Regions from separate parts of the Mus musculus genome. Here all the other regions are linked to region 1. A link is a contact called in public Hi-C and promoter capture Hi-C data. All regions are on one chromosome and are shown on one strand. Each heading gives the region's core, a stretch centred on a gene start, on an enhancer-like site or on the middle of the called end of the contact. The rest is flanking DNA. Distances are from core to core; before and after follow the strand shown. Region 1 holds the start of Sgpp1 (sphingosine-1-phosphate phosphatase 1). Region 2 holds the start of 4930426I24Rik (RIKEN cDNA 4930426I24 gene). Region 3 holds the start of Akap5 (A kinase (PRKA) anchor protein 5). Region 4 holds the start of Sptb (spectrin beta, erythrocytic).

Evidence for each region. Promoter capture Hi-C pulls out the DNA fragments that hold promoters and counts their contacts. A called contact is a pair of places that touch in the nucleus more often than the background predicts.
Region 2: a promoter capture Hi-C map of pre-B cells shows a contact between it and region 1, with 2.3 times the contacts expected there. The contact joins the promoter of 4930426I24Rik here to the promoter of Sgpp1 in region 1. A contact is called at or near these places in 2 of 39 promoter capture datasets (cranial neural crest and pre-B cells), 2 of 115 datasets of contacts at active chromatin or transcription factors (bone marrow-derived macrophages and memory CD8 T cells) and 1 of 9 other capture datasets (liver).
Region 3: a Hi-C map of centrocytes shows a contact between it and region 1, with 2.4 times the contacts expected there. The contact joins the promoter of Akap5 here to the promoter of Sgpp1 in region 1. A contact is called at or near these places in 1 of 39 promoter capture datasets (embryonic stem cells), 1 of 484 Hi-C or Micro-C datasets (centrocytes) and 1 of 115 datasets of contacts at active chromatin or transcription factors (bone marrow-derived macrophages).
Region 4: a contact with region 1 is called in a promoter capture Hi-C map of hippocampal neurons, with 2.5 times the contacts expected there. The contact joins the promoter of Sptb here to the promoter of Sgpp1 in region 1. A contact is called at or near these places in 2 of 39 promoter capture datasets (hippocampal neurons and pre-B cells).

The regions. Positions count from the first base shown.
Region 1 is chr12:75,734,190-75,741,134 of GRCm38.p6, reverse strand. Sgpp1 (sphingosine-1-phosphate phosphatase 1) reads left to right here and starts at 5,406. Exons shown (of 3, transcript NM_030750.3): 1 at 5,406-6,222. The coding sequence starts at 5,572.
Region 2 is chr12:76,398,128-76,406,039 of GRCm38.p6, reverse strand. 4930426I24Rik (RIKEN cDNA 4930426I24 gene) reads left to right here and starts at 2,046. Exons shown (of 4, transcript NR_166810.1): 1 at 2,046-2,883; 2 at 3,145-3,245. Hspa2 (heat shock protein 2) reads right to left here and starts at 1,864. Exons shown (of 2, transcript NM_001002012.1): 1 at 1,751-1,864; 2 at 1-1,511. The coding sequence starts at 1,506.
Region 3 is chr12:76,319,247-76,326,227 of GRCm38.p6, reverse strand. It overlaps Akap5 (A kinase (PRKA) anchor protein 5), which reads right to left and starts at 1,337. Exons shown (of 2, transcript NM_001101471.1): 1 at 1,239-1,337. Mthfd1 (methylenetetrahydrofolate dehydrogenase (NADP+ dependent), methenyltetrahydrofolate cyclohydrolase, formyltetrahydrofolate synthase) reads right to left here. Exons shown (of 28, transcript NM_138745.2): 28 at 6,408-6,647. It overlaps Gm40443 (a long non-coding RNA gene), which reads left to right and starts at 3,064. Exons shown (of 3, transcript XR_001780628.2): 1 at 3,064-3,796.
Region 4 is chr12:76,709,162-76,717,143 of GRCm38.p6, reverse strand. It overlaps Sptb (spectrin beta, erythrocytic), which reads left to right and starts at 6,597. Exons shown (of 36, transcript NM_013675.3): 1 at 6,597-7,209.

The DNA of each region.
Region 1 (6,945 bases), core at 4,157-6,656:
GCTCTGCCCCCCAAATGTTGGGGTTAAATGAGTGCGCCACCATCACCTGGCCTACCACTGAGTTTCTGAAGACAATAGAATAGTAAGTTACGTTAGGGAATGTCAAAGGGAAAACTTATGTTTGGTTTGCTGAACTGGAAATGCTTCATTTATGCATACAGAAGAGGTGTTCAGAGAAGTCACAGTGAGAAGGACAATTTCACAGTCAAAGCTGAACTGAACCCAGCAAAATTCAGGCGAATTGCTCCAAAGTTACTTCCTTATCCAGCAGGAAGGGAGCAATGGGAAAAGAACTGATCAGTTAGTGGCAGGGGATTTCAAAAGCTTAAGTTTATCAGTTTGGTTTTGAGACAAGGTCTCACTGAGTAGCTCTGGCTGCCTGGAATTTGCTATGTAGACCAGGCTTGCTTGAAACTCACAGAGATCTACCTGCCTGTGACTCTAGAGTGCCAGGACTAATGTCATGTGCTGCCAAGCCCAGCTTGGTAAATCATTATGTAAGAATTAGGGCACAGGACAATTCATTATCATTCTAACTTTGATCCGTCTCCAGGTGAAACCCAGGGACATTATTAGTTGTGCTTCTCTTTTGATTTCCTCAAAGGCCAGCTAACAACTTAGTTCCTCTTTGGATGAAGAACTTTGATATGGGTGGCTGAATCTGGATTCTGAGCTTGATCTATTAGGAGCGAGTGGATCATTAGTCTAAAACAACAGCACACAATAATATTATTTAATCAGTTTATAGTCCTATTCATTCAACCCATTTATATTAATTTGTTTGCAAGCAGTTTAGAAACAAGGACATGCTGGTGCATCCCTGTAGTCTCAGGGCGCAGGAGGAGGCTGAAGCAGGGTCATTGAGAGCTCCAGGGCAGCCTGGGCTACAGAGACAGGCTTTGTTAAAACAAAACAAAACAAAACAAAACAAAACAAAGCAAAAGGCTAGGAGGTAGTGTCACATACCTTTAATCCCAGCACTAGGGATGCAGAGGCCACCCTGGTCTTCAGATGGAGTTCCAGGACAGCCAGGGCTTTACAGAGAAACCCTGTCTCAAACAAACAAGCAAACAAACCAAAAAACTTTCAGGGGTTCAATTTCTCCTCAGAGGAAGGAGTTATTCATTTGTGCATGTAAATTTGATTCCTCTCTTAATGGAGGCTTCTGAAATTTATAGTTCATGAATGCCTGTCAGGGGCTTGGAGATTTATCACACTAGTGGAACACTTCCTTGGCATGTGCTAGGTCTGAGTTAGAAGCCAGCACTTCAAGATGAGACAGAGAAAAATGTGGAGCTCGGATGTATTCCAAGGAAGGGCTTTTAGCTATAGTGTCATGCCTTATGAATGCTTCAATCTTACAGTCCTGCCTAGAAGTTTGTTCTGCTTATCCAGCAGGAGTGAAAAAGCAAACAAGGCACTCTCAGTACCTAGCAGACAATTCCCATTCCCTCTCTACCACTTTCTATTGTTTCAATAGCACTGGTGAAGTGGCTTAGCTGGTAACAGCTCCTGCAGCCCTCGGATACCAGTCTAAGAAACCCACTAGATAATCCCCAGGACCCACATAATGTGGAAGAGAAGAACATACTCCACAAAATTATCCTCTCACTTCCTCACTGATGCCATAGCATGAGCACCCACCCATCCCCACACCCCCCCCCACACACACACACATAAGCAGCAATAATGATAGGCTAGAGAGATGGCTCAGGGGTTAAGAGTGACAGCCTTTCTTGCTGAGGAATTGAGTTTCCTTCCAGGACACTGAAAGGGCTGCTCAGACAGCTGGAAACAATACCCTTTACATTCTCAACGTTTTCTTTTTCTTTCTAGTTATTTATTTGGAGGGCGGGGGGAGTTTTGAGACAGGGTTTCTCTGTGTAGCCCTGGCTGTCCTGGAACTCAATTTGTAGACCAGGCTGGCCTCAAACTCAGAAATCCGCCTGCCTCTGCCTCCCGAGTTCTGGGATTAAGGGTGTGCGCCACCACGCCCGGCAACATTTTCTTTTTAAATTAAAAGATTTCCAATGATAAGACCTCAACAATCTTTTGATCTCCCCCACCTAGTAAAACAATTGTTTACACAAAGGGTGATGGCCTTGGGCAGCTGAACCCTTCTCCCCCTTTTTTTACTTCCTTTATCCAGATTCTTTTAAAACTAGCCAGTCTTGAAAGACTGTGGGGTCAGACCCCAGCCAACGGGGAAATATCACCACCTTCCTTGAAATAAAAACAAACAAACAAACAAAAAACAAAACAACAAAACCACGTGAAAGCTGTGTTTGCTGGAGCAAGCCTTTAACCCCAGCACTGGGGAGGGTTGGGCTATCTCTTGAGTTTAGAGCAGCTACATAGTGAGTTCCAGGCCAGTAAGACCCTGTTTAAAAACAAAACAAAACAAAACAAAACAAAAACCAAGAACAAAACCAAGTGAACTTCCTGCCTCTAAGTTTCCGTGTGTGTGTGCTCACACACGCACTCGCTGTGTGTTGTGTGACACCAGGAACATTTGTTTCCAACACCTAGAAATTAAGTATTATGCTTACCCCAGTGTTGTAGTAGCACATGCCCTTAATCCCAGTACTGGGGAGGCAGAGCCAGACAGATCTCTGAGTTCAAGGCTTACCTGGTCTATTGCAAAGTAAGTTCCAGACAGCCAGGGCTACATAGAGAAACCCTGTCTCTAACAAAGAAATGTAATTTATAATTCCTTAGCAGAACATTTAGGTCTCCTTACAGTGAGATTTCACATTACTCCTCTCTCTGGTGAACTCCGGCTGTTTTAAAGCCCCACTGCCATTCTTTAGATCACAACAATTTAAAGATTGTCAATGAAAACTATTTAAATAATATTTAATCTGTTCGCATAGGTTAGAGGACAAAGCTGTAGAAGTCAGTTCTCTCCTCCTTGAGGTGGAACTCAGGTCCTCAGGTTTGGTGGCAGGCCCTTGCTGCTCTGAACCCTCTTATCAGCCATCAGAGTGTGCATTTATGGGGTTAAATTCCTTCTAAATGGAGTACACAGACATTCCCAATTTCCATTGAAATTTCACCAGATTTCTGGAAGTGTTTTTCTTTTCCTTCCAGCAGAGGCTACAGAGCACAGAGTTTTCACAATGTATACAAGACCTAATGACAAGAGTGGCCTTTGTTCAAAGGCTCTACTGGAGGTGGAAGGCACAGGGTCAGAAGAGTAACTACAAAAAGTGCTTGTTCCTGATAGAGAGCCAGTAGGATTTGTGACAGAAATTCAGACAGAAATTAGGAGAACTGGGTTTGAGATACAGAAAAAGAATATACAAGTAAGATGTTAAATAAAAGTTACAGAAGTCACAGAAGACCTTTATTTTAGACAAGGCTCTTGCACTAGGCTCAAAACAAAAACAAACAAAAAAGAACTAACCAAAAACAGACACTCCTTGCTAAAGGTCTGTGCCATAAAACTCAACCTGACTCTATCTCCACTCTATAAGGAGAGTAACTTTGAAATGGCCACTTTCCCCACATTTTATTTTTTGAAAATACTTTAGCCCCTCCTGCTTCAACTTCCCAAGTGCTGGAATTACAGGCAAGCAAAACCATACCCAGTTTGGAGGCATGGATTTTTTTTTTAAGTTCATACATTCATTTTTATTCCTTCAATTATTCAATATTTGTGTTGGGTGCTAAGGATATAGAAATAGAGGGTAGTGTTTCTGAGGCAGAGGCGAGAGGATGCTACAAGTTCGGGATCAGTCTTGTTTATATAGCTAAATTCCAGGGTATCCAGGTTACATAGTTAGACCCTAGGGGTGGAGGGGACATATAAAAAATTATGTGTGATGTCCATCCTGTAACCCTACAATTTGGTGGTCTGGGGTTTCAAGACAAACAAAATACTCAGTTGTAGCAAACACCTGTTAGCTCAGTACTTGAAAATCAGACTTGGTCTCCACAGCAAGTTTCTGGCCAGCATAGCATGTTTTATTATAGATTATTTTTGCCAAATGCTAATAATGGTCTTTATTATTCAGAAACATCAACTAATAACACTACTCTGTGTATGTTCTGCTGGGCCCAAACTCAGAGCTTCCTGCTTGCTGGCTAAGAAGAGACACCCATAGCAAACCATGGTTACTTTGTATACCATTCTTCAGGCCCAGTATTCCTTTTCTCATGCTTGTCTGCTTTCCTAGGCTGTAAACGCTTTTACTTATTTTGATACAGTATCTTGTTATGAAGCCCCAGCTGTCCTCAAACTCCAAATCTTCCCATGTCAGCCTCCAAGCGCTGGGATTCGTCTGTGCTCCCTCAACCTTTCCAACCTCAGCAATTCCAGGGCCAGGGACTCGAGGCAATCCTCTTTATGACTGCAGCAAGTGGAATAGGAGGAGCTGGGAAGCAATCTTTCTTGGGAAATGAAACTATTTCTCATGGCTTACCAGCATGGAGCATTTTCCAGCCTCTTTCTTGGAAGTAGTTCAGTCTTTAATTATAGACATTCGTTTGCCTTGACTGAAAATAACTTCCTGGAATTAAAACTTTGAAATCTTTTAATAAAATCGGATCCATCTAGAAGTTAAAGTCAAGTTTGTGACTTGCAAGACAATCCTGTTAAGATTCTAGTTCAGCCTATCAGATTCCAAGTTCAAACCTGGCATGGTGCCCCAGTAACCCCGAGTCTTGGGGGGCTTCACCAGAAGGATCAACAGTTCAGGGCTAGCCTTAACTACATAGCAAGGCTGAGGCCAATCTCGGCTAAATGATATACCCTGGTTCAAAAACAAAAACAAAACAAAACAAACAACAACAACAAAACAAAAACAAAAACAAAAAAACAAACAAACAAAAAAACAAACCCGAAACTCACAAAAAGAAAACGATAAAAGACAAAACAAAAAATACCCTCAGAATTCTCCACGCTACATTCTCCCACTAACTATGTGTTCTGAGCAATCTTGCTAAGTGCTAGAATTTATTAAGGAAATTTTACACCTAAATTCGCTTAAGAGACGTATGTGATGAGTGACAGTCAGATTTTACTTGGTAGGTGACTGGCTTTTCCTTTGCAGACCACAGCTGTGTCAGCGATCACATACCCAGGCTCTGTCCTGGATTATCTACGGTTTTCTAATCTTGCCACCGCTGGTCAATTGGCACGTGGCTTTCCGGACATCAACCATCCGAGACAGCTCTGAAATTAGTTGCTAATTAATGGCGTGAGTCGGACGATTCCGGTTTCGCGGCGGTTACTTTGCCTCCATTCATCACGCCCCAATTGATTCCAGGCTAATAAAAGCCGCGGGCAGCTCCTGGGTCACCAGCCCTGCCTAGACCCGCACTGTTCTTCGCACAGCAACCAGGAGCACCGGGAGGCGGGGCTTCGGCGACAGCTCCGGGCTGCGCGCGCGGCGCGGGCCTCCGTGAGCGCGCCAGGGGAGGGGCGCGCGGGGCGCAGGGCGCGCGCGGCGGCCGCTGCGGCCTGTTGGCGCGGTCGCCGGCAGCCTCGAGCGAGTCGAGCTAGGCACCGTGGCGGCTGTGGCTGGCGAGGAGCGCGTGGCCGGATCAATTCCCGAGTGGCCCGCGACCATGTCCCTGGGGCAGCGGCTGGCTCTGCTGGCCAGCCGTCTGCAGGAGCCGCAGCGGGTGGCGAGCTTCCAGCGTCTGTGTGGGGTGGAGGTGCCGCTCAGCAGCCCGGCGGCGGACGAGGATGCAGAGACCGAGGTTCGCGGAGCCCCGGGAGAACCCCGGCGACGGGGACGGCAGCCGGGCGCTGAGGACAGCCCCGCCAAGGCGGACTGCTGCGGTGCCCCGAACGGCGTGCGCAACGGGCTGGCGGCCGAGCCGGGCCCGACCGGGCCCCGCCGCGCGGGCTCGCAGCGCCGCAACTCGTTGACGGGCGAGGAGGGCGAGCTGGTCAAAGTGAGCAACTTGCCGCTCTACTACCTGTTCTGCTTAGGCACGGAACTGGGCAACGAGCTCTTCTACATCTTATTCTTCCCCTTCTGGATCTGGAATCTCGACCCCTTTGTGGGCCGGAGGCTGGTGATCATCTGGGTGCTGGTCATGTACCTGGGCCAGTGCACCAAGGACATCATCCGCTGGCCACGGCCGGCCTCGCCGCCTGTCATCAAGCTGGAGGTCTTCTACAACTCGGAATACAGCATGCCCTCCACGCATGCCATGTCAGGCACCGCCATCCCCATCGCCATGTTCCTGCTCACCTATGGCCGCTGGCAGGTACGCTGTGCCCCTCAGCTCCACGGTCGAGTTTCCAGTGCTTTCTGAACTTTCTTTTTCCCCTTTTTTTAAAAATTTGCCTCTTCCCGTCCAAAACCCCAACCCACAGGTTCTCACAGTACCCACGCAGGTCCTGTCAGAGTTCTAGAAAATTAACTGATGACGGTTCTTAAACACTAAACTGTATTTTAATACAGTTGGGTATAGTTTCTTAGACCCCCACCCCCCAAGGAAACACTTTTCGTGCATTGAATCCTTGAGCTTAGACTGAGTTTTTAAACTTAGTTCGTCTGATGCACAGTGGTGATTCAGTGTACTTAAAATGAAACACTTGGTAACTGAGACCCGGTTTCACTGCAATACATGGTGTTTACAATGTAAAATTAAAGAGTGTTTTCAAAACAGTAGTATAATTTCGGCACAGGCACATTCCAAGCACTAAAGTAATGACAGTTAAGAAAAAAAGCCGAAAGGTAAAGGAACAGAATCTAGATGAGTTCGTCGTAAAGGATTGACTGCAGGTCTGTTAAGACACTTCACTTCTGTCTCTGGTCTGGAGAACCAGTTGTTAGTTGCTACACTGTTACTATGGCGGTAACTGTAACCCTGCAGTTATAGGCTTTGCCTTCCGAGGAGCTGGATTGGTTATAATGGCGTTTGACATCGGGGGCAATTTGTCCATCAAGAGTTTTTAATGGTAGTCATTTTTTTAATTTGCCTGCG
Region 2 (7,912 bases), core at 797-3,296, 670 kb before region 1:
ATTTTCTTTACCGGTGCTCTTGTCGGCAGCAGTGACGTTAAGGATGCCGTTGGCATCGATGTCAAAGGTGACCTCGATCTGGGGGACCCCACGGGGTGCTGGGGGGATCCCAGTCAGGTCGAACTTGCCCAAGAGGTTATTGTCCTTGGTCATGGCCCGTTCGCCCTCGTACACTTGCACCAGCACGCTGCTCTGGTTGTCTGAGTAGGTAGTGAAGGTCTGCGTCTGCTTGGTGGGGATCGTGGTGTTTCTCTTGATGAGTGGGGTCATGACACCGCCAGCTGTTTCGATGCCGAGCGACAATGGAGTCACGTCGAGTAACAGCAGATCCTGCACATTTTCCGACTTGTCGCCGATGAGGATAGCCGCCTGCACAGCGGCGCCGTAGGCCACCGCCTCGTCGGGATTAATGCTCTTGTTCAGCTCCTTGCCGTTGAAGAAATCTTGCAGGAGCTTCTGGATCTTAGGGATGCGGGTTGAGCCGCCCACCAGCACTATCTCCTGGATCTGGCCCTTGTCTAGCTTGGCATCGCGCAGCGCCTTTTCCACCGGCTCCAGGGTCCCTCGGAAGAGATCGGCGTTGAGCTCCTCGAAGCGGGCGCGGGTGATGGACGTGTAGAAATCCACGCCCTCGTAGAGCGAGTCGATCTCTATGCTGGCCTGCGTGGACGAGCTCAGGGTGCGCTTAGCGCGCTCGCAGGCGGTGCGCAGCCGGCGCACAGCGCGCTTGTTGGGCCCAATGTCCTTCTTGTGTTTGCGCTTGAACTCCTCCGCCAGGTGGCTGACCATACGGTTGTCGAAGTCTTCGCCACCCAGGTGGGTATCGCCGGCCGTGGACTTCACCTCAAAGATGCCATCCTCGATGGTCAGGATGGACACATCGAAGGTGCCCCCGCCCAGGTCAAAGATGAGCACGTTCTTCTCGCCGCCCGCACAGCCCTTCTTATCCAGGCCGTAGGCGATGGCCGCTGCTGTGGGCTCATTGATGATGCGCAACACGTTGAGGCCGGTGATGGTGCCCGCATCCTTGGTGGCCTGGCGCTGCGAGTCGTTGAAATAGGCAGGAACAGTGATGACTGCGCTCTGCACCTTGCCCCCCAGGTAGGCTTCGGCGATCTCCTTCATCTTAGTGAGGACCATGGAAGAAATCTCCTCAGGGAAGAAGGTCTTCATCTCCCCTTTATATTCCACCTGCACTTTGGGCTTCCCACCTTCGCTCACCACTCGGAACGGCCAGTGCTTCATATCGGACTGCACTGTGGCGTCCTCGAACTTCCGTCCGATCAGCCGCTTGGCGTCGAAGATGGTGTTTGTGGGGTTCATGGCCACTTGGTTCTTGGCGGCGTCGCCGATGAGACGCTCGGTGTCAGTGAAGGCCACGTAGCTGGGGGTGGTGCGGTTACCCTGGTCGTTGGCGATGATCTCCACCTTGCCATGTTGGAATACCCCCACGCACGAGTAAGTGGTGCCCAGGTCGATGCCGATAGCCGGGCCGCGGGCAGACATCCTGACTGAAAAAACAGGCAAAGCAACGTTAGGACGAAAGCGTCAGGAGAGGCAAGCGCAAGCCGGGACCTGAGCCAACGGTCGCTTCTCACAACTCTCCACGAGCGCGACTAGCGTCTCCCGGAGACCTCTACGGGGCTTCTGGTTCTTATAGTCCCCTCCTCCCTGCCTGCTGGAAACTCTCAGAGCCAATCGGTCCCCGGGCCCGCCCGCTCCAACCCGTCCGGCGCTCCCACAGGCTTGCCTGGTCGGAGTGACCAGCCGGTGGTCCAACTGATATCTAGTTGGGTGAGGCGCTTGACGCCAGCCTTGGGCAGGGAGACCAAGGGGCGGCCGTTATGCAAATGAAGCCCCGCCCAGTGCCTCCAGCCGCTTTGGGGGCGTTAAGCTCGCGCCAGGGGAGCCAGTGTGAAAGCCCCCTTTCCCGTTCTCTTTGCCTTTTCTAAAGCGTGATTCGCTAACATCTTTCAGATTGGCGGGGCAGATGCCCAATGAGCAGCGCAGAATCCGAAGCGTGTGGCAGGGAGGCGCGGGGCGGGGCGCGCGGAGGCAGCACGGAAGGGGCGCTGGCCTCCGAAAGGGTTTCTGTACCGTTCGGTGTCGGGTGCCGCCACTGACTCGGCTCCCGGGGCCCGAATTCCTTCTAGGGCGGTTGCATCGAATACAGAACGGCTGGGATCGGTTCTCGCCTTCCCTGCCCCTGCTGTTCCTGTAGCGGGGACTGGGGCTGGGTGAGGGGCGGTTCCAGGGCGGGGACTGCGAAGTTGGGCGGGTACGAGTCAGTACCCCTCCCCCTTCCCAGCGCGTCTCAGAAAGTGCGCGACCGGGGAAGGATGCGGGGTGCTTACCCGGGAGGCGGGTGGCTTCCCGCGCAGCGCGAGCGGCTACGGCTCGCGAGCCGCCTCCGCCCAACTTTCTCCCTCGGCTTTCCTAGTTTATTTTCTTTCAGGCGCCCTAATGGGCGGTTTTGACTTCTTGGTGGCACTGCGTAATAAGCCAGTGTCACCCCTCTGACTCCCGTCCCCGCACGCGTGATCTTGTTAAGGAATTAGTCCTTTTGCGCGGAGTTCGGTTGAATGAGAAGAATAGGTTGGCAGCACAGACTTGTGAGAGGAAGTAGATGAAAAAGAGTCTTTGGCACTTGTTTAGCCGGAATCTGAGAATAATTTTGGAAAGTATTCTCTGGAACAAGGGGGTGGGCAGAAGCTGGCTCCTGTAAAAGGACTCCCTACAGGAAAACGGAGACCTGTAATGTAGAACGACCGCCTCGCCTTACGGATGGGAAGCTGAGGACAGTCGTCGCTGTAAAACTTTGACAGGTGCCCAATATGAGATGAAAAGAACAAGGGAAACGGGCCTAAGTCGTGTGATAAGGGGGTAAGCCAGTCCGGTGACAACAGAGGGCAGGGAGGGGCACACAGAGCCTGAGGGGAAAACATCAAAGCATCCCTGAGGAGGTGACATGCCTAACTCCTGCAAAGGAGAGTAAGAAAAGCATTCTTTATCGAGGTTGAGGTGGTGGAATGTGGGCGACGAGGAGGGCAGAAGAGTTCAGAATTGAAGATTAGAATCTGGATATGTTAAGCAACTTTTTGTGCTTTGGGGTGTTTGTTAGTTTGTTTGTTTTTGTCTTCGAAGCTCCAGGAAAGAAGCACCCCTCTGAAACTGGCCAGTAAGTCGTGTGAGACAGTGATGGAGAAGACAGTATGAGAAACATGAAAGTTTTCGTTGTCTAAAAGGTAATGTTGACAGAATTCAATAAAAAACTTTAAAAGAGCTTTTGATTAAAAAAAAAATTATCTGTGTGTGTGTATGCAATGTGGTGCAGAGGCCAGAATTAGAGACCCTAGAGCTAGAGTGACATTTGGTCCTGAGCCACCTGACACAGATGCTGGGAACTGAACCCAGGTCCTTTGGTGAAGCAGTAAGTGTGCTTACCCTCGGAGCCATCTCTCCAGCTCAGAGTTCTACAAAACTTAATCGGGAAAGTTTTAAAGATTCTTTCTATTCCTATATGTAATTTACAGTTTCAAAACCACGTTTGCCATTGGCAACTGCAGTTCTCTATTTTCCATGAAAGAAACTGAAGAAAAACTTGAAATAGGAAAGGATTAAAGAAAATATCAGACCATATGTGATAGTCTGTGCTTATATACCCAGCTCTGGGGAAATTCAGCGAAGAGGAAGAGAGGGGATGGAGCTGAAGGGATGGCTCAGCTAGGAAGGGGACTAACTACTCTTGCAGGGTCCTGGGTTCTGTTCCCAACATGCATATGGCGGTTCACAACCACCATTAACTCCAGTTCTAGGGAATGTCACCACTCTCTGACGTCCTTGGGCTTTTGTATTCAAGTGCACATAAACTCATAAAGGCACGCACATACATACATACATACATAAGTAAAAAAATAAATAAACCTCAGGCAAGCAGATGGTACACATCCATGTAGACAAAACACCTTTATTATATTATTGTTATTATTATAATATTTTTAAATGAATCTTTAAATATGGAAGGTAGCGGGCTGGAGAGATGTCTCAGCAGTTAAGAAGCTAGCAGCTTGCTCTTATAGAGGGCCTGGGTTCAGTTCTCAGCATCCTAAGATGAGGACTAACAAACATTTGTACCTCCAGTTCAATAGGATCCAACGCCCTCTTCTGGCCTCCAAGGGCACTGCACATGACTCAGGCACTCTCCTTACAATTTAAACAAAACAAGACTGAGAGCTGCCAGGCCCAAAACCGGTTCATACAGAGACCCTTAGAGCTTCATTTCTGAAGTAACTATGTCCTATTGATGAAGCCATTGCAGACAAAACTTGTAATCTTCCACCACATGCATCTTTAACAGTTCACTGAGATGACAGCAGCAGCTATACCTGTGTTTTTAGCTGCATTTTTCTGCTTGCACTTTTCACCTGGTAAAATTACATTTTCACGCTGTACACGGTATCTTGAGCCTTCCCCCAAAAGATACAGTAATAGCACCTTTATGTGACACTTCTTCAGTCACAGAATGTTAGCACATACTGATCTTATATTGACATCTTTTACATTTCCTGTGTTTATGTATAATTATGTTTTAAAACAGGCTTTTTTTTTCTTCTTTTAGATAATTCAGAATTCATTTTAAAAGTTCGGGTGGGTGTGGTGGCATGTTCCTAATCTCAGGACCAGGAGGCAGGAAGATTACTGCATACTGAGTCCAGGTCAGAATGAGCTATAGATTGAAACAGGAAACCCAAAGTAAATTAAAAGTTAAAATCACAGTCCATTATACATTGTTAAATCCGCACTTTTTTTTTAAAACCAGATAATATTGTGTTATCAGTGGTGTAGCAAAAGAGGCAAACCCTTCCGAGACTGCCCATTACTGCAGTATTCCTGGATGATCATGGGGCAGTGTTTTTGTTTTTGCCTTGAAGAGGCCATTCCCTTTATCTGATGCTAACTTGTGTGGGGTTCTTCCTAAGGAGATAATAGAAAAAGCCTGTGCTATCATTTATGGTGGTAACAGTAAATTGGAAATGGCTTAAATATCTAACACAAAAAGCAGTTACATATATGCCATGGTGAATTGTGTGTCTGTATATGTGTGTGTATATATATATACATATATATATACACACATGTTGTGTGTGTACATATATATACACATATATACATCGTGTATATATGTGTGTAAATATATATATTTACAGTATTTTGTGCATATATTTAATATGTGCGTATATATATTTACAGGATTTTTTTTCTTTCCTTTTAGCACTGGCTGTCTCAGAACTCACTATATAGAGCAGGCTGGCCTTGAATTCACAGAGATCTGTCTGCCTCTGTCTCTCAAGTGCTAGGATTAAAGGCATGTACTACCATGCCCAGCTAGTCACAAGATTTTTTTTTTTAAGATTTATTTATTTACTATATGTAAGTACACTGTAGCTGTCTTCAGAACCCCAGAAGAGGGCATCAGATCTCATTAGGGATGGTTGTGAGCCACCATGTGGTTGCTGGGATTTGAACTCAGGACCTTCAGAAGAGCGGTCAGTGTTCTTAACCGCTGAGCCATCTCTCCAGCCCAAGATTTTTAAAACTAATGCTACAGTAGCATTAATATTTGGGAACATTTATCATCATATCTCTTATTTATTTATTTATTTTATTTATTTTTGGTTTTTTGAGACAGGGTTTCTCTGTGTAGCCTTGGCTGTCCTGGAATTCACTCTGTAGACCAGGTGAGTTCGAACTCAGAAATCCACCTACCTCTGCCTCCTTAGTGCTGGGATTAAAGGCGTGCGCCACCACTGCCCGGCTTTTTCTTGTTTTTTTGGATTTTTTTTTTTCCAGAGCTGAGGACCGAACCCAGGGCCTTGCGCTTACTAGGCAAGTGCTCTACCACTGAGCTAAAGCCCCAACCCCTCTTATTTTTTTAAGATTTGTTTTATATATGTGTCTGTGCCCCTGTATGGTATGTATGTGTCTACAGAGTCCAAAGAGGGACTTGGATCACCTGAAGCTGGGGTTACAGGTAGTCGTGAGCTGGTGGAGGTGGATGCAGGACACTGAACTCAGAGCCTCTGGAAAGGGAAAGTCGGCAAGTGTTCTTAATTGCTGAGCCATCTCTCCAGCCCTGAGTACAAGATTTTGATAACACAGGAAATTGCCCTTGATATAATTAAGTGGAAATGAAGATACTCAACTTCTGTATGCTTTTTTTTATTATTATTTGCCAACATACATGCACCTGAATGCATGCCCATGCACTCACACAGTTAGAAGACTGTAAACGTAAACCGTCTTCCCCACCACTCTCCGCCCACTCCTTTAGGACAGGTTGTCTTGCTGAGCCTGATGCTTTTGGTTGTGTATGCTGGAAGCCAGCAAGGCCCAGCAATCGTCCTTTCCTACTGCACACACTTGGAGCTGGAGTTACGGATGTGGGGGGTGCAGCCATCCTGTTATATGTGCGCTGGGATCTTGCTTTATTTATTTATTTTATTTTATTTTATTTTGAGACAGGTTTTTTGTTTGTTTGTTTGTTTGTTTTTTCTGATAGCCCTGGCTGTCCTGGAACTAGTTTTGTAGACCAGGTTGGCCTCAAACTTAGAGATCTGCTCTCCTCTGCCTCCCAAGTGCTGGGATTAAAGACGTGCACCGTCACAGTCCAGCAAACTCTGATACTGTTGATTATGCAGCAACTGTTCTTAAACAATGAACTATTTTGCCATCTCCAACTTTTGTATCTTATTCTATTAGTAGAATAATTCTATGTATATGACAACTATAGCAGAGTTTAGATAGCAGGATTATTAGTAATTGTATTTTTATTATATTTTCATAATTGATTTTTTTTTGAGACAGGGTCTTATGTAGCCCAGGCTAACCTCAAACTCACCATGTGGCTGAAGATGACCTCAAACTCCTGATTCTCTTGCCTTACCCTTCCAGGTGCTAAGATGATAAGCATGAGCCAACATGCCCAGTTGATTCATATAAGGATTGAACACAGGGCTTCGTGCATATTAGACAAGCTCTCTGTCAACTGAGCTACCCTCCCCCAGCCCCTACAATTGAGTTTTAAAATAGCATCTAACATTTGACTGAAACAAAATTCATCAGTCTCATTAGTTACACATAACCAGTGCTGATTCCCAACAGGTAAAACTTCTCGTTATCAGATCATACATGGACTGTTTTCAAAGTATTTTCTAATCCAAAGACTAAATGTCCACAGATGTGTCAAAGAATCAAGAGCTTTAACATACTGTAAACACTCTTCAATCAATCCCTAGTCCCCAGAAGAGTTTCTGGAATGCAGTAGGAATGCCTCGCCTGGTGGCTTTTGATTTTTGGCATGGCGTTGGTGATTGAACCCAAGATTTCATGTACACAAAGCCTGCAAATGCCCCTCCCTCATCTCTAGGCTATATTCCCAGCCCACTCACTGTTTATCACACATTACCCAAAGCACACTATTGCAATCTGAAAACAATTTCACCTTTCCCCTGGGTAAGAAAAAAAATCCTCTCACACATTTCTGTATTAAATGACATTGCAGAGGCAAACAATTGAGACAGGGTCCTATCTGAAAACACCTGTGCTGGAGACCTTGAGCTAATGTGAGACCTGAGGTGATGTGTGCGGTAGTGGACCAGTGCTCGTTGGTAGAAGAGCACAGGGCTGAATTCTCCTGGACCTTCTAATCCCACCCAAGCACAACCTTCTTAGGGTTGGAATTGCTCTGAGGAGGCCTGAAGAGAAAAAAAATGAGCAACAGCTTGTAATTTGAGGATGTATAAGCAGATTGGAATTCAACTAACATTTCTATTTAAGGTCTGTAATAAACAGTGTCATTCTATAAATCTCTGACGTGCCTCCACCCCTTCTTGTGACAGGGTCTTCTACATGA
Region 3 (6,981 bases), core at 88-2,587, 590 kb before region 1:
GGGTTTGAGCCCCAGTGCCACCAAAAAAAGTAATAGTCCACAGAATGGCAAGGCTTAAGGAATGAGGACCTGGAATGACTAGCTAACAACAGCTCCGTGCATTTTAGGTGCTGAGCCCTGAGTTAGGCGCAGGGGAGCCTTTCATGCATATTCTTCACAGAGCTTTCACTTGGGTACCAGTTCCCAATTCTCTGTAGAACTGGAACCCTGAAAAACCGTTTTAAGAGCTAAGGCTTTTCTTTTGTTTTTTTAAGGGTAAGTATTGAAAGCTTCATCTTTCTACAAAGAAACATAAAATTCTAGAATGATGGGACCAGTATAACATTTGCAGTCTCTCCTCACACACCCTAGCACTAGAACTAGAACCCAGTCTTAATGGCTTCCACGTCTTCTTTCCCTGAGCCTCCAGCGCTCTAGAGATCATTCCTTCTAAGTGTGTGTATTAATAGAAGAAATATTCAAATGAGATTATATTCCGGAAAGTCTCTGAAACTAACCTAAATGGCCTAGATGGTTGCACGAGAGGTTTCTTTTAATGTACATCACTGTAGAGATCAACACCCCAACAAGTGTAGGCGAGGCAGGGAAAGGATGCAGCCTGCAGGCATTAAAACTTTGCAGAGTGTTAAGACTGCAAATGATTCACCTTTACCTTCGAGAGGACCATTATTGTCTTGGAAACCTTAAAGTCCCTGCTGTCCTTTCCTGGCAGAATCTCCTGTCCAAGACCACAGAAAACAACCACCACCCTTCTCCCCTTGAGCAACAGAGAGCAACCACTATCTGAACAGAGCAAGGAACCCTTCCCAGCACTAGACACGAACCGCGAAGCTTCCTCCTGGAGGAAGGATTCTCCAAGCTTGACGCCCCTATGGCAGGAGACAGAGCTCAGGATAAAGTGCTCAGAAAGGAAAATACCGGGGGCGTGGAATAGATAGCCCAGCTTCAAGCTATCTGCAGAACTATCATAGCCCGGAGCCGAAAATCACAGTTCCCCAGAAAACCCCTAAAGGAAAAGGGTTAGGTAGGCAGCCGGTGCCAAAGCAGCAGCTGCAACTCGTGCGAAGCGAGCGGGCGGCAGAACAGCCCAGGGTCACCCACCTGGAGCCGTCTGAGGATCGGCGACCTTGCAGTCGTGTCCCTCACAATCTGGTGACCAGGACCCGGGGTCTGCCGCCGTTACCAGGGCTCAGTGCACCAGATTCTGACCCAGAGCCTCTAGTCTTGCCTCTACTTACCCAGATCGTCGCGGTCTCTGGCCAGCTCTGCTCCCGAGGTCGAGGAGCACGGGCCCAAACAACGGAGAGCCCCGGAGACCGCGGAGCGCGCAGCCCTCTGCAGAGGGACCGCAGCCGCGCGCCCCCTCCCCAGCGCGGAGAGAGACAGCTGGTCGCGCCAATGCGCGTGGAGCAGTGGGGCGGGGCTAGGGCCGGGGGCGGGGTGAACTCAGCCAGCCACCTGCCAGCCGACTGCCCAGCGGCCTGGGAGAGACCTCCGTGCTCCCGCCCCGGACGCATCACCGCTGCATAAAGACATCAGGACCAGGGTGGAGGGACCACTAAAGCAAAGCAGGAGGACTGCAAGAGGGTAGAAACCCCTCATTTCCTGAGACGCACATCCGTAAAAACCTTGTTTGAATTTATAAGGCTCCCACCGTGAATCCCCCCTGGAACATTAAAGACAAGGTAGAAAGCATATCTACAGATAAAGATTGATGGGAAAGATGGCTCAGCGGTGAACAGCACGTATTTCTCTTCCAGGGGGTTTAAGATCGATCCCCATACACCCACATTAGGCGGCTCACAACCACCTGTAACCAGCCCTAGCTGGATCTTTTGCAAAAACAAAATTAAAAAGCAAGATTCATAACAGTACAGAGACAATAAGGGGCCGGGGGAGGATTTTATTTTATTTATTTTGTCGAGACAGGGTTTGTCTGTGTAGCCTTGCTTGTCCTGGGACTCACTCTGTAGACCAGGCTGGCCTTAAACTCACAGGGATCCACCTGTCTCTGCCTCCAGAGTACTGGGATTAAAGGCCTGTGCCACCATCCACTGGCAGACATTTTATTTGTGTAGCTCTGTACGACCGACCTGAAACTCATTGTGAACCAGCCTGGTATTGAACTCACTGAGATTCACCCACCTCCACCTCAGAAGCTGCACCTGGCTATGGAGAAAATTATATATATATGGTGAGAAACAGAAATAAACTCACTAAACAGAACCTCAACCTGGTACTGGTACAGTCCTCACTCTGGAACAGGAAGGTGTCAGCTCAGGTGGGAACCAGCACAAATATGGCTCTGTGCACACAAAGGTGTGGCCTCCCCAGCTCAGGGCCTGTGGCTTTGGGATGTTTTCAAGCTGAGACCCTGTAAGTCACACACACACTCTGACAGGCTTGTTTCACCATGTCCAAACCTCAGGCTCTGTGCACACCAGGCAAATACCCTTTGCTCCAAATGGGGCTGGAATAGTGAGCACCCTCATCTCCGTCCCCACTTGAGAGGAACAAGGTAAGCAGACCCCAAGGGATGTCCTAAAGGAAACAGTAATCCAGCCGCGGTTCTGATATGAGATGTCACATGGGCCATGTTCTGTGCTCACCTGTCAGCATGGATGTGGTACTCCAGCAGGCCTCAGCCTCCTCCAGGGCTCCTCCTAGCACAGAGCTCGAAAGCCCCAGGGACGCGGAAGAACAAGACCCTGTCCCCTTTCTTAAGTGGACCATGACCTTTGAGAGGTCAATATCAGATGTCCACTTGGGGATGGTTTTTCAAGGAATATATTTTACCTTCCTCAGACTCTCTAGTCTAGATTTACTCCAACCAGACCTGATAAGGAATAAACTCTTAAGGCACAAAACAGACCGGGAGGACCCAGATTCAACTCCCAGCACCCACATGGCAGCTCATAACTGTCTCTGACTTTTTTCCATGGAATATGACTCCCTCACACATGCAGGCAAAACACCAATGTACATAAAAGAAAAATAATTTTAAAAAGAGAGTTCTTGATTTGCAGAGAATCAGAGTTCAATTCCCAGCGCACATTTCAGTTCTCTATAACTGCCTTTAACTCCAGGGGATCCTCTTCTGGCCCCTGTAAGCCCTCTGCGTGCACGCGAGTGCGCACACACACACACACACACACACACTTGCCAGTGTGCGGTTTGGACAGGGTGAAACAAGCCTGTGATCTCAGTACTTAGGAGGTAGAGACAGCAGGATGAGACTTTTCAAAGCCATCCTTGGCTACACAGGGAATCTAAGGCCAGCCTGGACTACATGAGATCCCATCTCAAAAAAAAATCCAAATGAGTTAGCTTTGTTCATCCAGCAAGCACAGATGTGTGAAATGACTTTATACCCGCAAGCCGGTTATATGTTAACCGTTTTTGGTAGTTTTGAACTTGAGACGAGCGGGAAGAAACTCTTAAGCTTTTCCAAATCCAGCAGACCTGGGAGTTGGCGGTCATTTTAGGAGAGGAAGCTCATGCAGATGATTGATGGGGTAACCTGGCTATGATGGGGTAACCTGGCTATCTTAGTAGAAACCACTTGGAGCCAGGTGTAGTAGCTCAATCCCAGGACTTGAGTAGCTAAAGCAGAAGGACCATACATCCCTAGCCAGGCTGCGCTACATCGCAAGACCCACTTGAAAAGAAGAGAAAGCATCGGACAATGAGAGATGCAGGCTGAAAGAGCAGCAGTGAAGAGCATCTTAGAAACTCAAGTGCAGCTCGCCTGCACCGGCTTTGGCCTTAGAAGAATGGGAGCTGACTATAGTCTAAGGTAAGAGGTGGATTATCTCATGCTCTAGGGGAAAATAAGACTTATATGATCAACAACTTATCTGGCATCTTTCTCTCATCCATACACAATGCACCCAGGAAAGAGAATGAGCCGGGGGGAGGGGACGCATATTACTATAAATAAGAATCTGCATTTTGGCTTTTCTTTAGGATATGGCTAGAACTTGAGGCCAGATGTTTGAACAATGTACTGCATGCACAAGAGGAAGAAACCTGTCACTCCTAAACACACTCAAGTGACAGGGCCGCTGAAGCTATTACTGTATTATTGCCTACTACTCCGTCTGAGTTATATAATTAGGAAATGAGCTATAAATACCTCTCCAATCTGATAGAGAACTATCCTCCTCACAGCTTATCTTATTAATGTCACAGATAGAGCGTGCCAGTAAAATAGCCTACGTATGTATCTGAGCTGACTACACCGTCTCTTCCATCCTGGTCCCCATCCTCAGTCGAGGCTTTTAGCTACAAACATGGTCTCGACTCCTCGTTAACAGTTCTTATGTCCTTGAGTCTTCCTCAGAATAAGCCTTCCGCAGCACCTTTCTCTGGCACACCATCTACTGAACCTGTGGCCCCCAGGTCCTTGGTGTTTTGATCTATTTGTGGGCACCAGGAAAGCTGCAGTGAGCCGAGTGCCTTGCTTCTCAGTACATACATTCCACTGTCACCCTTAAATTATGTCTATATGAATCTTCCATGCACAGCATTGGGGGTGCGACAACCAGGAGGCACAACTTCCTTATCAGGGATCCTACCAATAAGGAGAGAGGAGGGCCAGCATGGGAACCCTTGGAACTGGAGGGACGGTGCCAGCCCCAGACTGAAGGGATGATGGGACTTGGGCTGGTGACACCGACAGATCCCCAGTGCACTGACTCTTCTTGGCCGTAGTTATCTTATGCCCTTTTTTCACTGTGGAAATAGCCTCTGCAAGCTTGTACTTGTGACGCCTTTGAGCAAAGATTCCTGCCCATGAGGACTGCTCAGCAGCCACTCTGACCTCATTTCAAGCACCTTGGTTACCTCTTCCTTCTGAAGGCAGGGAATGGACCCAGCTTGGTAGGCACTGCCTTCTAGGAACTGCTGAGAGGCAGCAGAGAGCAGAGGTTTTGGAATAAGGTGACAGCAGGCACCAGCCCTGGAAACCTGAAATGCCTTTCTGTAACATGAGGCTATAAACCTAATTGATTACAATTCACCTACACGCTGCTAGCAGGTGTCAGCTCCTGTTACGAAGCTGGCAACTTCCTTCTGAGCAGTTTCATTGGCAGGAGTTAGCTGTGTGGATGCTTGCACAGAAGTTGCAACGGCACATGAGAATTTCCCATGTGATTTATTTGTGATTGTTTTTGTGATTGTGTGTGTGTAGCTATTGATCAAACACAGGGTCTTACACAGGGCTGGAGGGATGACTCAGTAGTTAAGAGTGCTTGCTGCTCTGTTGTGTAGACTGCAGTTAGGACCCATGTCAGGTGGCTTATAGATGCCTGGAAGTTGAGCCCTCCTTTGCCATTCTCCACCATTGTTTATTTGGACCCATGGGCCTAAGTGTTAACAATGTTGAAGATGCCTGGGGAAGCAGCTCTATCCACAGCAGCAAGGTTTAGCTTTGGTACCAGTGCGGGGCAGAATCTGGAAAGAGCCAATGCAGAAAGACAGGAACAACAGAAGACACAGGATAAGAGACGCGAGGACATTCTAGAAACTTCAAACAAAAACTCACAAGACCATTCTGTATAGAGAGGTAGAGCCCAGGTTCTCAGTGGCAGTCTAGCAAACATTTGCTAAGCCAGTGGAGCAGAAACGGCCCACCCAAAGGAATGTGGCATCCTTGAGGACCTGAAATGGATTCAGCATAGAAGTCTTTTGCCAGAACGGAGAATTAAAATGTGGTACATACAGAAAATGGAATTGTATCCAGCCATGAAAGAAAATGAAATTATGAAAATGGATCATTAAATTAAGTGAGGTATCCTATGCTCAGAAGGCAAAGGTAGCTTTCTCTGCTGCATGCAGAGTCTAGCCTCTAACTGTTAAACAGGTAATCCAGGTGGGAGGAAACGGGAACAAAAGCCAGGAAGCTAGCAAGGGGCCCATGGGAGATGGGTAGTGATGAGAATGGCAAGATAGAAGGGGGCAAAGAAGGGTTGGGGGAAAACCAATCCAAACAAGTCACGCGCGCGCGCGTGCGCACACACACACACTCACACACACACACACACACACACACACACACACACACACACACACGCACACACCAGTAACAAAAACCAATAGCACTAAGGCAGTGATTCAAATGGGAATCCCAAATATGCCAAGCAGCAGGCCCTCTGTGGAGGAGCTCAGTCAGACAGGAAGGTAAGAAACAGGAAAGCAAGTCTTCCATACCCTACTTCTACCCTCACCCCCTTCAGGTCTCCCCAGTTATGTGTCTTCATAGAGACAGGTACATAAGCCAGCATCCCTGCCACCTCAGACAGATCAGAAGTGCCTCCTGCAGCTCGCTTCTTTAGCCCCCCCCAACGTCCACTGGATGGATGGCTGCCATCCTACTATTCTACCTAGGTCTATCAACGGCACAGTTTATGTTTCAACACCAAGGTAGCAAAATTATTTCATTTATTCTGGACCTTCACTATGTAAATAGACATGATTTATGTTAATTTATACATGACATGAATTAAGGCTATGAAAGGCTTTAGGGAAACTCCCACTATTTCTGAAGCTCTTCAGGGCGGGGACAGACTTCCAAGACTTCTGCACACTTCTTCAGTGGGCCTGAACAGACACTGGCCGGACAGAGTGGCCTCTTGGAGATGGAAGATCTGGAAAGAAAAGCAGAATGAATGAATGGATGGATGGATGGGTGAACGGACAGATGAATGAATGAGCATTTTCTCCAAGCATAGCAGCTTCCTCTTTCCTTCCACATTTCATCATTTTCCAGCTACATCTTAAAGCTGTTCACACTCATACCCTTTCCCTCTGGGTGAGTCTTCCAGGGCCTGTCCACATATGAACTTGAAGACAACCCAGAGCCTGGTGGTTGTGTGACTTCCAGACTGAGCAGGGAGCCAGGGACATGTCCTTCGCTCACTGACCCTGTGCAGAAAGCGCTTCCCTGAAACAAGCACCCTTCTTACTCTCCTCATATGGTCA
Region 4 (7,982 bases), core at 5,348-7,847, 970 kb before region 1:
CACCTGCTTGGTTTAACTGATTAATTTCTTACAAGACTTCCTGCAACCAGACAAAGACGTTCTGCTGTAATTCAACTCTCCATTGGTTAGAATGCTAGGACCAGTGCAAGTATCCACTCCACGATTACAGGCTTCCACATACTGTGTTTAACATCACTTTAACCAATTAAACAATAATGAATTTCTTTTTATTTCATGTATACTGGTATTTTACCTGCTTGTGTGCCTATGTGAGGATTCCCCTAGAGCTGGAGTTACAGACAGTGTGAGCTGCCATGTGGTTGCTGGGAATGGAATCAGAGTCCTCTGGAAGAACAGCCAGTGCTCTTAACCACTGAACCATCTCTCCAGCCCCCATTTTAACAAATTTTAATCTCAATTTTTAAAACTTTCTATTTTTGAAGAATATTGACATTGCATATACTTTTCCACTATTATTAACATCTTTATGATAAACATTTCATAAATTCTTTTGTTTTTTTTGAGACAGGATTTCTCTGTGTAGCCCTGGCTGTCCTGGAACTCACTGTGTAGACTAGGCTGGCCTCAAACTAATGGAGATCTGACTGCCTCTACCTCCTGAATGCTAGGATTAAAGGTGTGACCCACCACCACCCCAATTTATAAATTCTTAGTATATATGTACAATATTGGAAGCTCAATCAAGCTGAGAGTCCGCTGAGTCTAGGTGGTGGTTCAGTGTCATTATTTTGTGGCTGAGAAATTGAGAGCTTAAGGGCAGGCAGAGTGTTCTGAGTCTCCATCTATGGGTCTTTCAAGCCTACTCTGATACTGACTATAAGATTCTATTCAATAAGCTGCACGGCACATTTCTTTCTTATTCCTATACCCAAAGGTTATACTTTTAAAAATATTTATTTTATGTATACGAGTACACTGTAACTGTCTTCAGACACACCAGAAGAGGACATCCGTTCCCATTACAGATGGTTGCGAGCCACCATGTGGTTGCTGGGATTTGAACTCAGGACCTCTGGAAGGGCAGTCAGTGCTCTTAACCTCTGAGCCATCTCTCCAGCAGAAGGTTGTACTTTAAAAGCTAACTCCTTCCCAAGTTCAGTTTCCTCTGAAGGTTCGTTTTTATTTATGGAATAAAGAATTATAGTCTTTGGGATGTTAGCAGGAGGTCTATCAAGCTCCTGGAATCCTAAGAGGCAAACATCTACTTACTTCTGGCAGCACTTTGTGCAGGTGAAGCGCAGTCAAGAAGATAGGTAGTGATTGGGTCAGTGGTGGCATACAAATGCTTATTTATAGCTGGAAACCCATTCCAAGAGGAGGATCCACAGCTTTCAATTGGTTTGTCTGCAAGGGGGCAGCGCTGGATGCTGGATGAAGCAGATTTGGATAATTTCAGTGATGGTGGAAAAGGGTAAGCAGCAGAGTTGCCACTGTGCATGTGCTCAGCATAATTTGGGGCTAAATTCCTTCTTCCTTCCTTCCTTCCTTCCTTCCTTCCTTCCTTCCTTCCTTCCTTCCTTCCTTCCTTCCTTCCTCCCTCCCTCCCTCCCTCCCTCCCTCCCTCCCTCTCTCTCTCTCTCTCTTTCTTTCTTTCTTTCTTTCTTTTTTAAAGATTTATTTATTCATTTTTATGTATGTGAGTACATGGTTGCTGTCTTCAGACACACCAGAAGAGGGCATCAGATCCCATTTCAGATGGCTGTGAACCACCATGTGGTTTCTGAGACTTGAACTCAGGACCTCTCCAAGAACAGTCAGTGTTGTTAACCGCTGGGCCATCTCTCCAGCCACCAGGGCTAAATTCTTGAATGAGTTCAAGTAGGAGACAATAAATCCTGCTAATTTAAGTCTCAAAGCCACACATGACTCAACATCTATAATTTTAGCACATTGGGAGCCGAGGCAGGAGGACTGCTATGAGCTCCAGGCCAGTCTGGCAGTCTGGAATGCAGAGTGAGACACTGTCTCAAAAACCAAACCAAACCAAACCAACCAAAAAACCCAACATGTGTTACCAGTTCCTGAAGAAACGACCCAAATAAGCTTGAGATTTGGAGTTTGTGTTGTCTTTGGGAAATTACTTAAATTCTGAGATTCTTGACCCAGCAATGAAGATAACCATAGCAATTTACTTCATGAAATAAAGTGAAAACATTTGATAGGAAGAAAATAATAACTTTTTAAAAACAGAACTTGCCAATAAAAATGAAAAAAAATCAGGGGTTCTAGCAAGAACCAATTATATTCTGTATGCATTCTATAAAATACATCATGTCTAAGCTGAATTATAGTTTCTTATAGACTCCAAAATATTGAAGAAATATTCAAACAGAAGCTGAGCAGCTGTAGAAATAACCCACAGAATAGAGAGGGAAATTAATTTGCAGAGGTAATGGAGCTTTTTATTGCCGATTCTTTCCAAACTTTATTGAAAATTTCCCAAAGGTCTTGGTTAATATTATGAAAAAAAAAGAAAGAAAGAAAAACCTGTGATTTTGGTAACTGCTCACTTGCAAACAAAACAATTAGCAAAACCATTTATGTTGGCAACAATTATCACATACACAGAAAATTGTTTAATTAGTTGAATTGTTAGAATGGTAGCTTGTCATTCCTTATAATAAACTCAATTGCAATTTCTTTAAATTTATTTATTTGATGCGTACAAATGTGTTGCCTCCATGACTGGCCTGGGTCCTCTTTAAGAATAGAAAGTGCCCTCACCTGCTGAGCCCTCTCTCCAGCCACCTCAAAGTCAATTTGTAAATTATAAATTCTCCTCCTCGTGGTCTGAGTCCCTGACTGATAAATATTGATAAAAGGTGAAAACAGAGGTTTTGAGCTAAGGTACTCTTGATTATCCACCTATAGAATATCTTCTCTGGAAGACTTAAGACAGAGTTAGTGTCAAAGCATTAACTCATTCCTTATACTGCATTTGATCTACCTTCCTGTGGCCTTAATCTTGTGTGCTCAAGATCTAGGCTTACTGAAGCTTGGGGTCTGGAATGGGGTTTCTATCTGAGGACCATGACTGAAAAGCAGCAGTAAGAGTCCACCCACCTGAACTGTCAGTGTTTGCTTTACCTTGTTGTCCGTGAGACTTGAGTGAGCTGGGAGGTAGTACTGAGCGCAAGGTCTCCTTAGTTAAACTAGCCCCCCCCCCCGCCCCCACCGTTCTCCCCAACAGACAGTAAGTTAGGCATGGCGAGCAGCAGGAGTGCAGGAGCTGGTAAAATTCAGCCACAGTAGTGTCATTTACATCTCAGAGAATGGGAATTCATTCAGACAAGCTTATTCCAACGTGAACCTCCTGTAAAAGTTACATATAACTGGGTGTGGTGGCGCACGCCTTTAATCCCAGCACTCAGGAGGCAGAGGCAGGCGGATTTTTGAGTTCGAGGCCAGCCTGGTCTACAAAGTGAGTTCCAGGACAGCCAGGGCTATACAGAGAAACCCTGTCTCGAACAAACAAACAAACAAACAAACAAACAAACAAGTTACATATAATGTATCTATAACCCAGAGGGAAAAAAAGATTTTTATTGACTTCTCAGGTTGGCCTCCAAGATTGCAACCTCATTTAATTCCTGATTTGTTCACTTATTCACTCATTTTATCTTTACTGATTTTGTCTCATGTGCTAAGTGCTTAGCACTGTATCCTGAAAGTATTGGGAAGCCACGGGTGATTTAATGTAACCGAGTGGCACAATCAGATTTCCTTCTTAGAGTAGAATTTGGCTGCTACGTGGAAAAAGAATCGAAAGAGAACAAAAATGGGAGGATGGGGGAGCCGTTAGGAGTCTGAGGCATGAGGGCAAAGGGTTGAGCCCCAGTCCTCAGCCCCTCCTGGTTCTCAGTGGTGTGCTTGAGAAATTAGCCTTACTGCTTCTCTCTTGTCTGCACACTGAGAAGGAAGTGGCACCCTTAGGTAATCCCAGACATGGGAAGGAAAATTCGGTTTCCTTTCCTGGACTGGAGCTCAGTTAAAGGGTATAGTACGTGCTAGTATCATGAATTCTTGATTCCTTCATTATTGCCACTAAGGACTTGAATTAGTCAGGGTTAGCTTTGCATTTGCTTTTGAGTATCTTTCTAATATATATGTTCATGTTTAATTCAAAGTGGTTTACTTAAATAGCTTTGGCTTTGTGGTTCAATAAAAATAGCATATTTGGGCAGCACAAATTAATCTTAAAGGGTTGGGGGAAGGCATAAAAGCATAAAATTGGGGGAGGGAGGTTAAAGAAAAGGGAGTGGTTCTGAGAAGAGCTGGGGGAGTGAATATGATGCAGACATGTAAGGAATTCTCAAAGAACTGTGTGTGTGTGTGTGTGTGAGAGAGAGAGAGAGAGAGAGAGAGAGACTATGAAGGAGAAGGAGACTAGCAGACATCCCCCTATAGTTAGACGACTCTAGTGTCCTTACTTACATCCACCCCCTTAGCCTCACCTATTGATTTCAGCTAGAGCTGGGCACTCAGTCTCTGAAGGCTTCCTCCCAAACCTTGGCTCACAGCATCTACTAAAGTCTTAAGCTCTCCCTTCGGGTCCCAGAACTCTTCCAAAGCTGCAGATTAACTAGGGAAGCTTACAGGGAACCTTGGAAATCCAGGTTGTCAAGATGGGCAGGGACAGTCCTTTGACCAATGAAGATGAAGGTCCATCTTTATCTCCTGTAGAGAATTCTCAACGATACTTTATAGATACTGTACAGTTTTCTAAGAAGGCCCCTGAAGACGCTCTGTCTCAACAATGACCTTGATAGTGAACCTTTCTATCAGTGTCCCCCCTCCCTCCCCCACACTGTCCCGAATTTCTCATTCCTGTGCTTGTGCAATGCCCTTTCTCTCTGCACTTCTAAACTTCCTCTCTCACTGGGCTCTGATTTATCATGTCACTGTAACTCTATTAGCTGGGAAGCATTTGGGGATGTTGTCAGGATAACAGGATCTGCAGCAAATGAGGTTGTATTGAATTATTTATCGTTCAGCTAAAGTCGAGATAGCCACAGCAGAAGAGCTGGTTTGTAAAATCTTGGACTAATCTGTCTGTTGCTTTGGAGCGTTTGTCGTCGTCATATTCATTTTTTTCTTGTGGTTGAAAATTATAAATTTGAACGCTCCAAAGGAAAATATGTGTGCAACCATTCAGTTCAGAGCCTCAAGCCTATAGCTAAGAATTATCTGTTTCCTCTAATATATAATTACGTAGCTGCAAAGCTGCAATTCTGGGATTCATGAATTTATTTAATAAGTTTATTCACACACGGTTTAAAACACATAAATACATAATTCCAACCCTCCCTTTTTCTTTCAAAAATAGATCAAGGATTTCTACTTGTGATATCTAAGTCTCAGCTTTTGAAGTTGGCCTGTTTTTTGTTTTTGCCAGGAATTAGTTCCTAAAAAGATGATTTTGAACTCAACAACAAGCAAAGCAAATGGTTTGGGGTGGTGCTGGAGGATATTGGGGAGTCCCAGGGCCTTTGGAGTGCTAAATGTGTGCTTTGCTTAAGATCTACAGCTCTTGCTCACTACAGAGAATTGCTAGATGGTCTGAGTGGGGGAAGGAGGTGGGAGGTCGCTGTTAACCTCTAGGATAGCCCAGGCCGGTGTGTCATTTTCCTTGTAATACTGATGCCATTTGGGAAATTAGTATGTAATAAGAACTCAGGCAAAAGGGGAGGGAAGAGTTCTATGGCTTTTTAATACCTGTGGATTTTGTCCCAATTAGCATTTTTACTGTCCAAATACCTACTCTCAAAAGAAGTGTGACGGCAGCAGGCAGTGAAATATCTTTTGCGTACCTTTAATACCCAATACTAAGCTTGAACATCTGGCAACTCAACACACTTTGCTCATGAATCCTAGAAAACAGCGTAATTATACACTCAAGCAAACAAGTCAAGAGAAAGGCTGTTTCCTGTTAAGAATTCCGGGGAGCATCAAAGTTAAAGCTCCCTTCTGCATCTATGCTCTTTTTAATCGCCACTGGTGTCTCCATTACACTTGCGATTACCCGGGTTGATAGTCTGTGAGAGACCATCCCAGGCACAGCGTATGGAGGGCCGCCCCTCCCCCCCCCCCATAAAAATAAAACAAGGAAAGGTACAGCAAGGCACGCAACCAACATTACAGAGCGATGACCTTGTATTGTTAAAAAGTCAAGGAAATAGCCTGCCTTGCAAGCCGCCCGTGTTCGTCCGTGTGTCACCCTCCCTAGTCGCAGATGTACTTGACACCCTTGGTTCTAGCATCTCCTCTGGCCTGCTGTACACCACCCTACCAAAGCTTGCAGTGAGAAAGCAGGGTCTTGCCCGGAGACCCGGGCTCACAGGATGGTGCAGGTGGGCTGGTATGCTGGCTTGCCTGTTGATTATGGACCCTGCAATATGCAACTGTAGGCTGAGCGCCACCAACCAGCACAGCCGGGTTCTCCGGGACAGTACCTTGCTTACAAGCAGGAGCCGCGGCCTCCAGCCCGCAGGCTGGGGGCGGGGGCCTCGGCCCAGTGCCCACCCCCTGTGCTCCCAGCGTCTGCTCCTACTACCAGCCGGTTGTAGCCGGCCGGGAGCGCGCTTTCTAACGTAACCCGCCCGCGGGAACAATCTGTCCCTTCCAGCCTATCTCCGGAGGGGCATTACAGCCGGGGCGCCCTCCTCACCCACCCTATGGCCTAAACGGGTCTTTAGATGTTTTTTCAAAACCAGATCGTAGTCTGCAGGGACGCTAGGCGGGAAAGGCTGGGAGGACTCCTTTTCGCCGCCAGCTTGCGGCTCCGGGCACACAAATTAGGCCGGAGCAGCAGAGTCGAGTCCTCTTCCCGTGGCAAGGGGCTCTGTGTGTGCGGGATCAGGGGAGGTGAGAGAGGACCCTGGCGTCCCAGGTCCCAGCGGCGGCGGCGCTAGCGGCTAGGCAGGTGCCCCCGGGCGCGCAGTCTGATTGGCAGGTGCAGGAGTGGGTGGGGAAGGCGGGCCTGGCGCTGCGGGAGGCTGCAGCCCCGCCTCCCCGCCCCCGCCGCGGGACTATCTGGTCCCGGCAGCAGCGATGTCCCCCGGCAGGAATGTCCCTCCTCAGATAATGTTATTTATATCTCTGGGCGGGTCCGCGGCTCCGCTGCACCAGGCGCCCGGCGGCCACTGTGCCAGGAGCCCCGTGCTGCCCTCCTCCCCCTGCGCCGCCGCCCCCGGGCTCGGGGTAGCCGCCGCTTCAGCCCCAGCGCAGGTGAGTCCCCGAGGGCCGCGCGACGGGAGGGAGCTGGGTGCCCCGGAGCCAGCGCCGGGGAGTGCGGGGCCCAGGGGGCGGGTGACGCGACAGCCCGGTGGGGGCCTGGCCCCGGGTGCCTAGCACGGGGCGGGAGGGGTGAGGAGCCCAGGAGGCCCTGGCGGCTGCGGCAGTCGTCACCCCGGGACGCGGGAACCCGCGTGGGTTTCGCAGGCGCTGGGCGAGCAGGGCGCTAGCTTTGGGAAGCCAGCTAGTAGAGTGTCGCCGTGGGGCACGGGGAGTGGGTTTGGGGGGTTTGTGCTCTTGGCCGCCTCCCCCAGGACCCTCGCCTGGGAGCAAAGTTGGGGGGGGGGGCTGCCTGTCGTCGGTCTAAGGACTGTCCGCGTCTGTGCCTCCTGCTGCCTGGTTTCTCAAACCCCCGGGCGTGTCGGATCCTCTTCTGGAACTTGGCTAGCGCGCTCCAGGGCTGCCCAGTGCCAAGGCTGGGAGGACAGTTCAGGGCAGCAGAGGGGGCCGGGCCTCAGGATGTCAGGCAGGACGTGCAGAGTGGCCCAGTGTAGACTGAGAAGGGAGAGATCAAGTGTCCCAGGACTATACTTCAAGGACCCCCACCTTTTCCCTTTGAGTTCCTTATCTCCAAGCTACTGCCCACTCTACGGTTACCCTTCGTGCCAGTTCCAGCAACTTGGCCCCGGAGAAATAGCAGAAAATGGAAGAAACAAGAGCTCTAACACAATCCTCAAGTCCCACCAACTTACCCAGACTTCCCAAAG